2 separate regions of the Mus musculus genome follow, and region 2 is linked to region 1. A link is a contact called in public HiChIP or PLAC-seq data. All regions are on one chromosome and are shown on one strand. The core of a region is the stretch at or near the end of the contact, and the rest is flanking DNA. Distances in the headings are between cores, read along the strand shown.

What was found. HiChIP or PLAC-seq counts read pairs in DNA pulled down with a chosen protein or histone mark.
Region 2: an H3K27ac HiChIP or PLAC-seq map of embryonic fibroblasts shows a contact between it and region 1, with 5 times the contacts expected there. The contact joins two enhancer-like sites. A contact is called at or near these places in 3 of 15 datasets of contacts at CTCF or cohesin (the NIH/3T3 cell line, hippocampal excitatory neurons and stem cell-derived epiblast-like cells), 22 of 484 Hi-C or Micro-C datasets (the AML12 cell line, the HL-1 cell line, the N1E-115 cell line and 10 more) and 11 of 115 datasets of contacts at active chromatin or transcription factors (cardiomyocytes, embryonic fibroblasts, embryonic hindbrain and 4 more).

What each region holds. Positions count from the first base shown.
Region 1 is chr6:84,416,559-84,421,208 of GRCm38.p6, reverse strand. It overlaps Gm10445 (predicted gene 10445), which reads left to right. Exons shown (of 4, transcript NR_046063.1): 3 at 726-814. Among named protein-coding and RNA genes, the nearest start is that of Gm10445, 5.0 kb to the left of the region's middle. Within about 2 kb of position 1,363, at least 24 of the 459 cell types and tissues checked have an H3K27ac peak or open chromatin away from gene starts, as enhancers often do. A contact at or near this core is called in the HL-1 cell line and embryonic fibroblasts, where this site is marked.
Region 2 is chr6:84,563,467-84,567,969 of GRCm38.p6, reverse strand. No RefSeq gene overlaps it. Among named protein-coding and RNA genes, the nearest start is that of Cyp26b1, 28 kb to the left of the region's middle. Within about 2 kb of position 2,504, at least 25 of the 459 cell types and tissues checked have an H3K27ac peak or open chromatin away from gene starts, as enhancers often do. A contact at or near this core is called in the HL-1 cell line and embryonic fibroblasts, where this site is marked.

The sequences.
Region 1 (4,650 bases), core at 114-2,613:
AGTTCAGCTTAAGGTTCAAAGTTCATTTACTCCAGTACCGAAGGGTCATGACCTGGCCCCAGTGCATAGCTTTGATAGTTCATAAGAAAAGCTTGTGTCCCCAGAGAAATGAATTCTTGACACATCATGGCAAAAATGTCACAGCATAACCAGACATCTCATGTCCCAAAGCACAAAGGAGGACTTAGGAGTCAAGACTTGTTGATCCATTTTAAAAAGGAACTCTGATTTCTAGAGTGATGGGGTGGCCACCAAACTTCTCAGGACAAACCCAAGTCACATTCAAACCCTATAATGGATCCAGGCAGGTTCCTGCCTGGGAGGCCAAGACCAGGGCACCATGGTTCACTTTGGGATGAGTGAGAATGGATAATAGTCAACTGGTTTTTTTGAGTTTTTTTTTTCTTCTGTTGGGTAGGATAGGGTGACAGGAATCAGTGGGAGGAACTATTCATCAGCATCTAAAAAAGAGAAGTTTCTAGAAGCAGATGCTCAGTATGAAGGCAACAAATCTGCTCATCTAATTCTTACAAAGCAGACAAGCTGGCCTTTCACTGGCATCAGATCAGTTTGTGGGGTCGGTCCAGCAGACAGCATTGCCTAATGCTCAGGACAAAGGCTTCAGCGCCCTGAAAGCCAAGGGATAATCCTGAGCCAGTGGCATAAAAGATGCTATCGGGTCACACACAAGTGCCCTTTGCTGGTGCTGTGCTTCCTTCCTCCAGGTCCCAGGAGCTTCGTTCTGAAGAGTGTGTAGCTTGAAAGCCTGCTCTTGGATGTCTCGGGTCACTTCACACAGACTATTGCATCAAGAGTAAGTACCAATCAGTGAAGGAAAGGAAAAACGTCAGGTCTGCCATTACAGGGTGCAGTGAGTCCTGGTGCTATGCTGGCAAGAGACTGGGAGTCTAAGTTGAGACTTCACAGAAAGCCCACCCTGCCTTAGCTGCTTCCTTATCTCAGCCTGACCTGGTTCTGCTCTGCCTTCTCTGTTTCTACTTGGTACCTTTCCTTGACAAATCACTTGTACAAGAACTTTCCCAGTCTCTGAGGCAACAGGTCCAGCAAGGGCAAGTGCAGAAGAGAATGGGAAGAGACTGGCTGGGAGCAGCCTCCCCCAACCTTCACTCCATCCCCTCCCAGTGCCTGGGTCAGGCACAGTAGGTTCTTTATTCACCACCATCACATCCTGAAAGCACCACTCTTCTAGGGTGGCTTCAGGTGTCTGGGCTTTTGTGAGAAGCAAGTGGCTTATTGAGTGACAGAGATGGAAAGCGTCCTGGCACCCGTGTCCTGCCTTGCTGAGCTCCTCTGGGCTGCCCTGTTCTGCCTGCCAGGGAAGTCTTGGCTTCCCAGAGAAGCTTGTAAAAAGCATTGAGTTATAGCCAGAGTCTCTGCTGTCTAGATCAGGGAAGTCAGAGTGAGATCCAACAGTCCCCATAGGAGTAACAGGATTCCAGAGAAAGAACCACACCCCAGAGGTAACAGCTCCAGCATACAATCTCTACCTCAGGCCCACAGGTCCCTCCTCACTCCCTCTAGAATTCTTATAAAGACCTGGCCAGACCTGCCTGGTCATCAGGCTCAGCCTGAGGTCACTTCCAGACAATGCAAGCTGGAGGGTGGAAGGGCTCCATGTTACACAAAGGACAACTGTTGCATCACCAAAAACAGCAGGGCTTTGCCTGAACCTCAGCTCCATTCCCATCAGCATATGCTGTGACCCACAGTTGAGTAATGAGCTGTAAGTTGCATCAGACGAGTCCCCTGCTATACTGATGAGTCTCTCAGAGGTGAGGTCCCTGCAGACTGCCCTCTGGAGTCAGCATGCCAGAGAGAGTCCCAGGCTGGATCTTTTCGAGACAGGTGTCAGCAATCCCTCCCTTCCAGCTCTCTATAGATCTATGTGGCTGTTGGGGATGACTTAGGTTTAGAAAGCTCTGTGGATTCTGAAGCTGGGACTACAGGACTCTCTCAACCACAGCAAAGGAAGAAGGCTGAAACTGGACCAACCAGGGACAACTAGAGGCACTCTCCATCAGTGACAAGGTTTTAGCAGGTCACATTGATAGCCAGTGGCAACAAGAGCTTAACTCCAGGTACTTGACTTGGAAAAAGAGGCGGGTCCTACATCTGACCTTGCAGTTCCCCCAAGGTCTAAGGGAGTGCTTGCCCACGTGTGCACGTGTACAGGTGGAGGAGAGTACACATGTCTGTGTGTGCATGTATGTGGAGGTAAGAGGTCAACGTTAGGAGCTGTTAATCTTGCTTTTTGAGATAGAGCATCTCACTGGCCTGGAGCTCACCAATTGGCCAAGGTAGCTGGCCAACAAGTCCCAGGGATCTGCCTGTCTCCACCTCTACAAATGTTAGACACATGCAATATGGGTTCTGGGGCAAGCACTTTGCCAATTGAGCCATCTCCTTAGTCCTCTAGTCTTCATTCTTCATTGCCTGTTCTCTCTCAACAGTGGACACTGGTGGATCTGAACTCCCCTCCCCCCCCCATCTTCTTTCACTCCCCTGGGTATGTCTTTCCCGATCCCTTGCAGGCTCTATGTCCTGCGATCCTGACCAGGCTCAGCCTCCAGCCCCTTGCTCTTTGCTCTACACTTTTGTCTGCTGGTCAACATGGTCCCCGCTAGACACTCCCCTCACCCCACCCCCAGAAGCTGTAGCATAGTCTCAGTCAACTCGGAACTCATCAAATCCTTGATCTTCCCCTAAACCTACTCTTCAGGGAAACTCATCTTTGGTGCCCCTTAGCTCTTTGCCCTACAGTGTACCCCACTGCAGCAAATGGCCCATGAGTGGCTTAGCTGATCAAACCAGAAACCTGGGTACTGCTCAACTCCTTTCTGCCCACTCACCCTTCGATAGATATGCTGCTAGTTTTTCAATGTTTCATTAATCTTGGCACTTCCGTCCTTGATTTCTGAGGCCAGAGTCTAGAACTAGTCAAACCTCGTCTAGGTTTAGGTCCTTCCTGGGGTAGTTCTTGCATGATTGCAGGGAATCTGTTTACTGAGGGAGGAATCATGGGCCTGTTTCCTGGAACAACTGGGCTGGAGAGAAGTTCCCTCAGAGAGACATGATCCCTTACATAGGGCAGGATGCTGCTGCTTGCTAGGCTCTGTGGGGAACTTGCACACAGAGAAAACTCCTGTGAATACCCCACGAATAATCAGCTACACTCCAAGGTGTGTAGTTGGGAGATAGAATAGAGCCTCAGGTAGAAGAACGCTTCTTTAGGGAGCCCACCCCTCAACAATTCTCTTATATCCAGAAGGGGGTAAAATGTCTTATTCTTCTACACACTCACAGGTCTCCCCCACATTAGCATAGTCCCCTTCAATCGTGTTCCCCACCCTAGCCACTCTGGGGTCTCCAAATGTATGGATTCAGAAATCCCGATTGATACTTGCCCGATAACTCAGTGCCTAGCTTGCTGGCATTCCCTCCCTCCCAAGAGAGCACCACTTGACTATAGGAGAGAAAGGAAGACTCTCCCGGACTCTGAGGACTGGTCGATCCTTGCTCCAGAACCTTCCATGGCTGGCTGTGGAAGATGAAGGCAGACCCGGGAAAACATCATTTTTCTGGGTACACGTCTAGGCTGTCTTGTCATCTGCTACTCCTAAACCCCTCAGAGGACCTGGGTTGTCCCATTCTCCTGAGAACAGTGATATGCTTAGGAAGCCGTGCAGGAGAAGAGCCAGCACCTCCCTGGGGAGCACCCCTCCCAGAGAACACAATAGGGCTTCTGCAAGCTGAGGGGGTGGGAGACTATACCTAGGCCTGGTGGGCTTGAAGCACCAAGCACGGTGGCCTGGGGGAGGGGCCGAGAGGGTATGGGAGAGGCTTCCAGACTTTCAGAGAACGTAAATTTTACCCCCGGCTACTTTCTCTGGGATTTATTTCTCCCTGAACTTGAGACTTTGCCTAATTACGTTTGGGTCTCTTTCAAAGCACATAAATTGCACCCAGTTCCTCTCTGTCCTTCTTAGGAATAAATCGTCCCTGTGTGAGGAGACATCTGGGGGAGAGAGTGAGACTTTATTAATTCGACACAGAACTCTGTCCCCCTGCCCTCCCCTCTGCCCCCTGTTGAATAATAAAATAATGAAGATTTGACTTGGACCAGGATGTGTGGATAAATATATTGGTGACATGAATGGAAATGGATTTATTACGTAAACAGGAGACTTCATCAATCTAAACCTGGCCTCCTTTCAATGGGCATAAATTACATTTTCTTTTTCTACCAGTTGCTGTTTTCTTTCTTTCTTTTTTTTTTTTTTTCTGAAACTGGATTTATCGGAATTGAGATTTCACTGATTTATTTCATGAAGTCCTGTGTTTTCTCCTTCTGCTCAGCTCACCCCTGAAGCTGCCTTCCAGCTGCCTCCAAATCTATTACCTCTGTCCCACACTAACATTGGGGCTGGGATGAACTTGGCCTGCTTGAGGCAGACTCCGAGACAGCCTTTTGCAATGCTCTCTTAAGAACAAAGTGCTACCATGGGATGGCCCACCCAGGAACAGAAAGAAAGTTCCTTTCTAGGCTCCACTACGGGCCCAAAGATGACCCGGGGCAGTACCTGGCTTAACCTGGTACCATAGCTCACAAAGGGGGGGTTCTGCACATGT
Region 2 (4,503 bases), core at 1,255-3,754, 150 kb before region 1:
TGGCAGGCAGCTTTTAGAGAGTGACAGCTTTCACGGTCCTCAGAGAGTGACCTACCCCACAGGCATCCCCGGCTCTGCCATCTCCAAGGCCTTGTTGGCATCAGGCCCAGGGCCACACAGAGCTCCTGTCCTAATAACAGTACCCCCGGGATGGCAGGGGATGGCAGAGCAGAGCCATTGATGAGAGATAGTAAATGTTAGCCTTGGACTAGTGCCTGGGACTGAGTCTGGCCCAGGCAGCCTTGGAGAACATGGGGTCTCAGCCTGGGATCTAGAGTGGCTCCGAGAGGCCTTGTTTTGCGTGTGTTCCAGCCTGAAGGAGTGAGTTCTTGGCTTCCACAGCCCGCCAAAGAGGTTCTGAGGAGATTTAGCAGGTTTGGGCCCTAACAGCAGAATGTGAGAGATAGTGTGCATGTGTGTATAGGTGCACATGTGCGCAGATGTGTGTGTCTGTGTGGTCAGTCTCAAGTGTGGTTCCTAGGAACCATCCACCTTATTTTTTATTTTGAAGACAAGTTTTCCCTCTCTATCCCTGGCTGATCTGGAACTTGCTATACAGACCAGGCTGGCCTTGAACTCACAGAGACCTATCTCCCTCTGCTTCAGACTGCTGGGGTTAAAGACCTTCATGCCTGACTCACTTTTTTTTTTAAAACATGTGTGTGTGTGTGTGTGTGTGTGTGTGTGTGTGTGTGTGTGTGTACAAATGTGTGGAGATACCAATGGAGGCTGGAAAAGATCATATCCCTTGAAGCTAGAGTTACATGCCATTGTGAGCCCCTTGCAGTGGGTGCCGGGAACCAAACTTAATCCCAGCTGGGAAAGCAGCAGGGCCTCTTAAAGGCTGAGCCATTTCTCTAGTGGCCACCTTGCTTTTTCAGATGAGGTCTCTCACTGGCCCAGAACTCCACAAGTAGACAGATGGGCTGGCTGGCTTTCAAACACCAGAATCCTCCTGTCTCTGGCTCCCAGCTCAGGGGATTCTAAATCTTTTAAAATAGGGACCCTGAGGATTCAACTTCAGCTTGGTCCCCGGCATGGCCATCATGTTGTGGGTGGAGCTATCTCACTAAAAAAATCTTTGGGATCATTTTTTTATTCCTCATTTCCCTCAGCATTAAGGTCCCCTTTTACAGCTGGCTCTGAGTCTAGGTAACACAGCCATGATCCCTTGTCTGGAAGGTAGGATTCCTCATTGTCTGGGGTTGGGGAGAATGGGGGTGGGGTAGGGGTGGGAAACCTCTTCTGGCAGTGGAGTGGCTGCTCGTAGGCCTAGGGAATTATCATCGTCTCCCAGTTTGGGAGGAAGCCACTGGGCATGACCTTACCCTGACCTTCCTGAAGGATGAGCAGCAGACAAGAGCATCCATGAAGGGGCTCTGAGCAGCGGGCGCAGGGCCAGTGCCAGCATTCCTTGCTCAGGCTTTTTGGTGGCCCCTGGGCTAGGGGTGATCTTACCTCTTGCAGCATCTTAGCTTGGCAAGTCAGGAGCCATGCCTGGGAGGCTGGGAGGGGCGAGGTGAGTGCAGAGAAAAGTCAGGGCATGTGTGGGCTGCAACCAAAGGACTAAGCATAAGGTGTGTCCCGAGGGGCCGGCTGGCAGCATGAATGTAGGGTGGGGAGGCTTTACAAAAGACCTGGGGGTCAGGGCTGACTCCGGGCTGGCTTTGAGCAGTGCTTAGAAGTGATGGCAACAGGGTGTGGGAAGGCTGGGGCCGGGAAGTGATCGTGGTGGCTCTTAGTGCCACTCCCATGGTTGAGGGCCTCACCTCTGAGGGACAGGGTGATGCCTACCCTGGAGAATAAGGCTTAGCATCTGCTTTTCAGTCTCCTGACCCCAGGAGGCCTCACTCCAAAGGCCCCAGATCACAGATGGGCATTTACGTCCTTAGCCTGGAAGTGCGTGCTGTTTGTTAATAGAAAAATGTCACCTTGGGGCCAATGGTGTGACTGAGTGGGGTGTTGAGAAAAATACCTCTTTGAATCACTACCAGACCAGAGTGTAGCTTCTGTCTTCCTGAGGAATCGAAGAGGCTGGGGTGCTGCATGGATTGGGGGGCTGCTTGCCTATCCAGGCAACTGTGAGAGGACGAATTCTCTCTCTGACTGCACAGGCCTCACACACACTGGATCCTGTTGGACTGGGATAGACCGGAAGAAGCTCGCCATGGGATGGGCTGTCACAGTCTGAAGCCAAGGTGCAGCGTATGTGAGAGAGGAACTGTCCAGGATGAAGATGCTCCAGGAGAAGGGTACTCCAGGAGGGGTTGCTCCAGGACGGGTGTTCCAGGAAGGATGCTACAGGGAGTGCTTTTAGGAGAGGGGTACCCCAGAGGGGTGCTCCAGGAGAAGAATGCTTCAGGAAGGGGTGCTTCTAGGAGAGGGGTGTTCCAAGAGGGAGCTCCAGCAGACCCTTGGCATGTTGTGACAGGGAAAGGAAGGCACGGGCCAGCCAAACAAGTCATCCTTAGTGAGTCAAGCTTCTGGCAGACAGCCCCTAGCCCAGGGCATCTGTGACTCAGTCACTGACTGACAGGCAGTGGACCCACAGTGAAAGTGCTGGGAAGGGGTGGCACTAAGGGTGGCCCGCCCTGGCTGCCCCAGTAGTCCGATACCTCGCCCTAACCCCTCCCCTCCCCCACCATGCTCCACTAACCTCCCAGTACACCAGGTGAGAGGTCCTTGGCAAAGGTCAAGACTTTCCCGTCCCCTAGCTAGATCTAGGTTTCAACTCAGAGGGGCCCTAGGAGCATGACAGGGCAGGATCAGGTCAGCAGCTTCCTATCTTCCTCCCTCCTTCCAAGCACGCTCCCCTTTCACTGGAACTCATGGCAGGATGCACTAGCCGGATCAAGTCCCCTTCCACAACCTGTCAGCACCTACCTTGGAATTGCTCTTGCCAAGGAAAGAAGAATTGCAGGCCACATAGAAAGGCTGTGGCTTAAAGGGAGGAGAAGAGCCTTTAAGAGGGAGATGGTAGAATGGAGGTCTCTATTAGAAAGGATTCAGAGTAGTTCCCCACCTAACCCCCACCAAAGCAACCTGTCCTTCCTGTGGAGCAGATAAATCACATGACCAGGTTGAGTGCTCTGGGGCCACTGGGACCCTATAGAGACAGGGCTGCTGGAACGTCACAGAAGGACCCAAAGGGACCAGGAATTAGAGTGGGGAGGAAGACCAAGGGTCACGGGAAAGCCTGATGTGGAAGGTAGCTTCCTCCAACAGGAGCCTGGTCACCTGGACACTGGACTAGTTTTAGGTGAGCATTGGAGAAGATCACAGTAAGGACTCAGGTTTAGAAAAGCCAGCCCTTTCCCACTCCCTTCCCTTGGCTCAGCCACAAACTGTCCACCTCGCACTGGCATCACACAGCATGCTGCCCAGGGCAAGGATGAAGTTAGGGGTGGGGGTGGGGGGCAGAGCAGACTGCCTTCCTTGCCTGGGAAAGCCAATGCAGTATCTAGGTTTAGCGGACTTGGGGCTAGAATATTCCCACACTCTGTCGAGACAGAGACTGAGTGGTCAGTATCTGGGGAGGGTGACCTTCACTCAACATTTCAGAACCTCACCTGGGGAGAGTACCACACCTTCTAGAATGTTCTCCAGGCTCCTTCACCCATGGCTCCTCACTGGCCCCTGCTTCCTCCTATACTGATGCTATCCTAATCCGGCTGTGACTTTCCACCACAAAACAATGAATCCTCCCATCTCCTATAGTTGGCCAAGGCTTCTGCTGGGCCTCAGCTCTGTCCCCAGACTCCATTCATCTATAAGGCCATGGATCCTGGAGGCACACCTGCTCCCACTTCAATTCTCAAGTGAGCTGGGCACAGCCTCTGTAGGTGACCTTCTTCTGAGCTTGATCTCTGCAATTCCTTTGGTCCTTGAGCTTTATGCTGACTGACATATGCCTTCCAATGTTGTCAGGGACACCCCGCATCCTGTAGCCCTCCTCAGGGATCCTCATATGCCGAATGTGAAGACCAGAGACAGTGGGTGTGAACTGAGTTGGTTCACACTGTCCACTTAGCAGATGGAACAACTGAGTCTCGGGGAGGAAAGGTGACTCCTGAGGGAGTCAGTTTTCTCGGAAGTCAGCTATGAGGTCTGTGTGAGAGGGCATGGCTACATAAAAAGATGTCAAGTGTTTTCTGAGTTTTCCTTCCCGTTTAACAACAGCCTCCAAGCCTGGGCAGACCTCAGTTGGTCAGTTGGTCTGATGGGCTGGAGCTCAGAGCTGGAGAAGCAGCTGTGGGATCTTCACACGCCTGGCTGGCTGGTGCAGGTGCCAAGAAGTGCTGAAGCGGATGAAATGGACCCCGAGCTCTGGTGATGATGTTCTTACCTTGTGCTTTGACAAACTCCTGTTTGCACGCCGCTCAGACACCCGGCTCCCTTGGGAAAGCCCCTCTGTGCTGTGACAAGGCACTCAGAACCAGCATTTCTAAACCACAGGAGCCTCTGCTCACCTGGACACTCAAGCCCTTGAGTGGGTGATGCAAG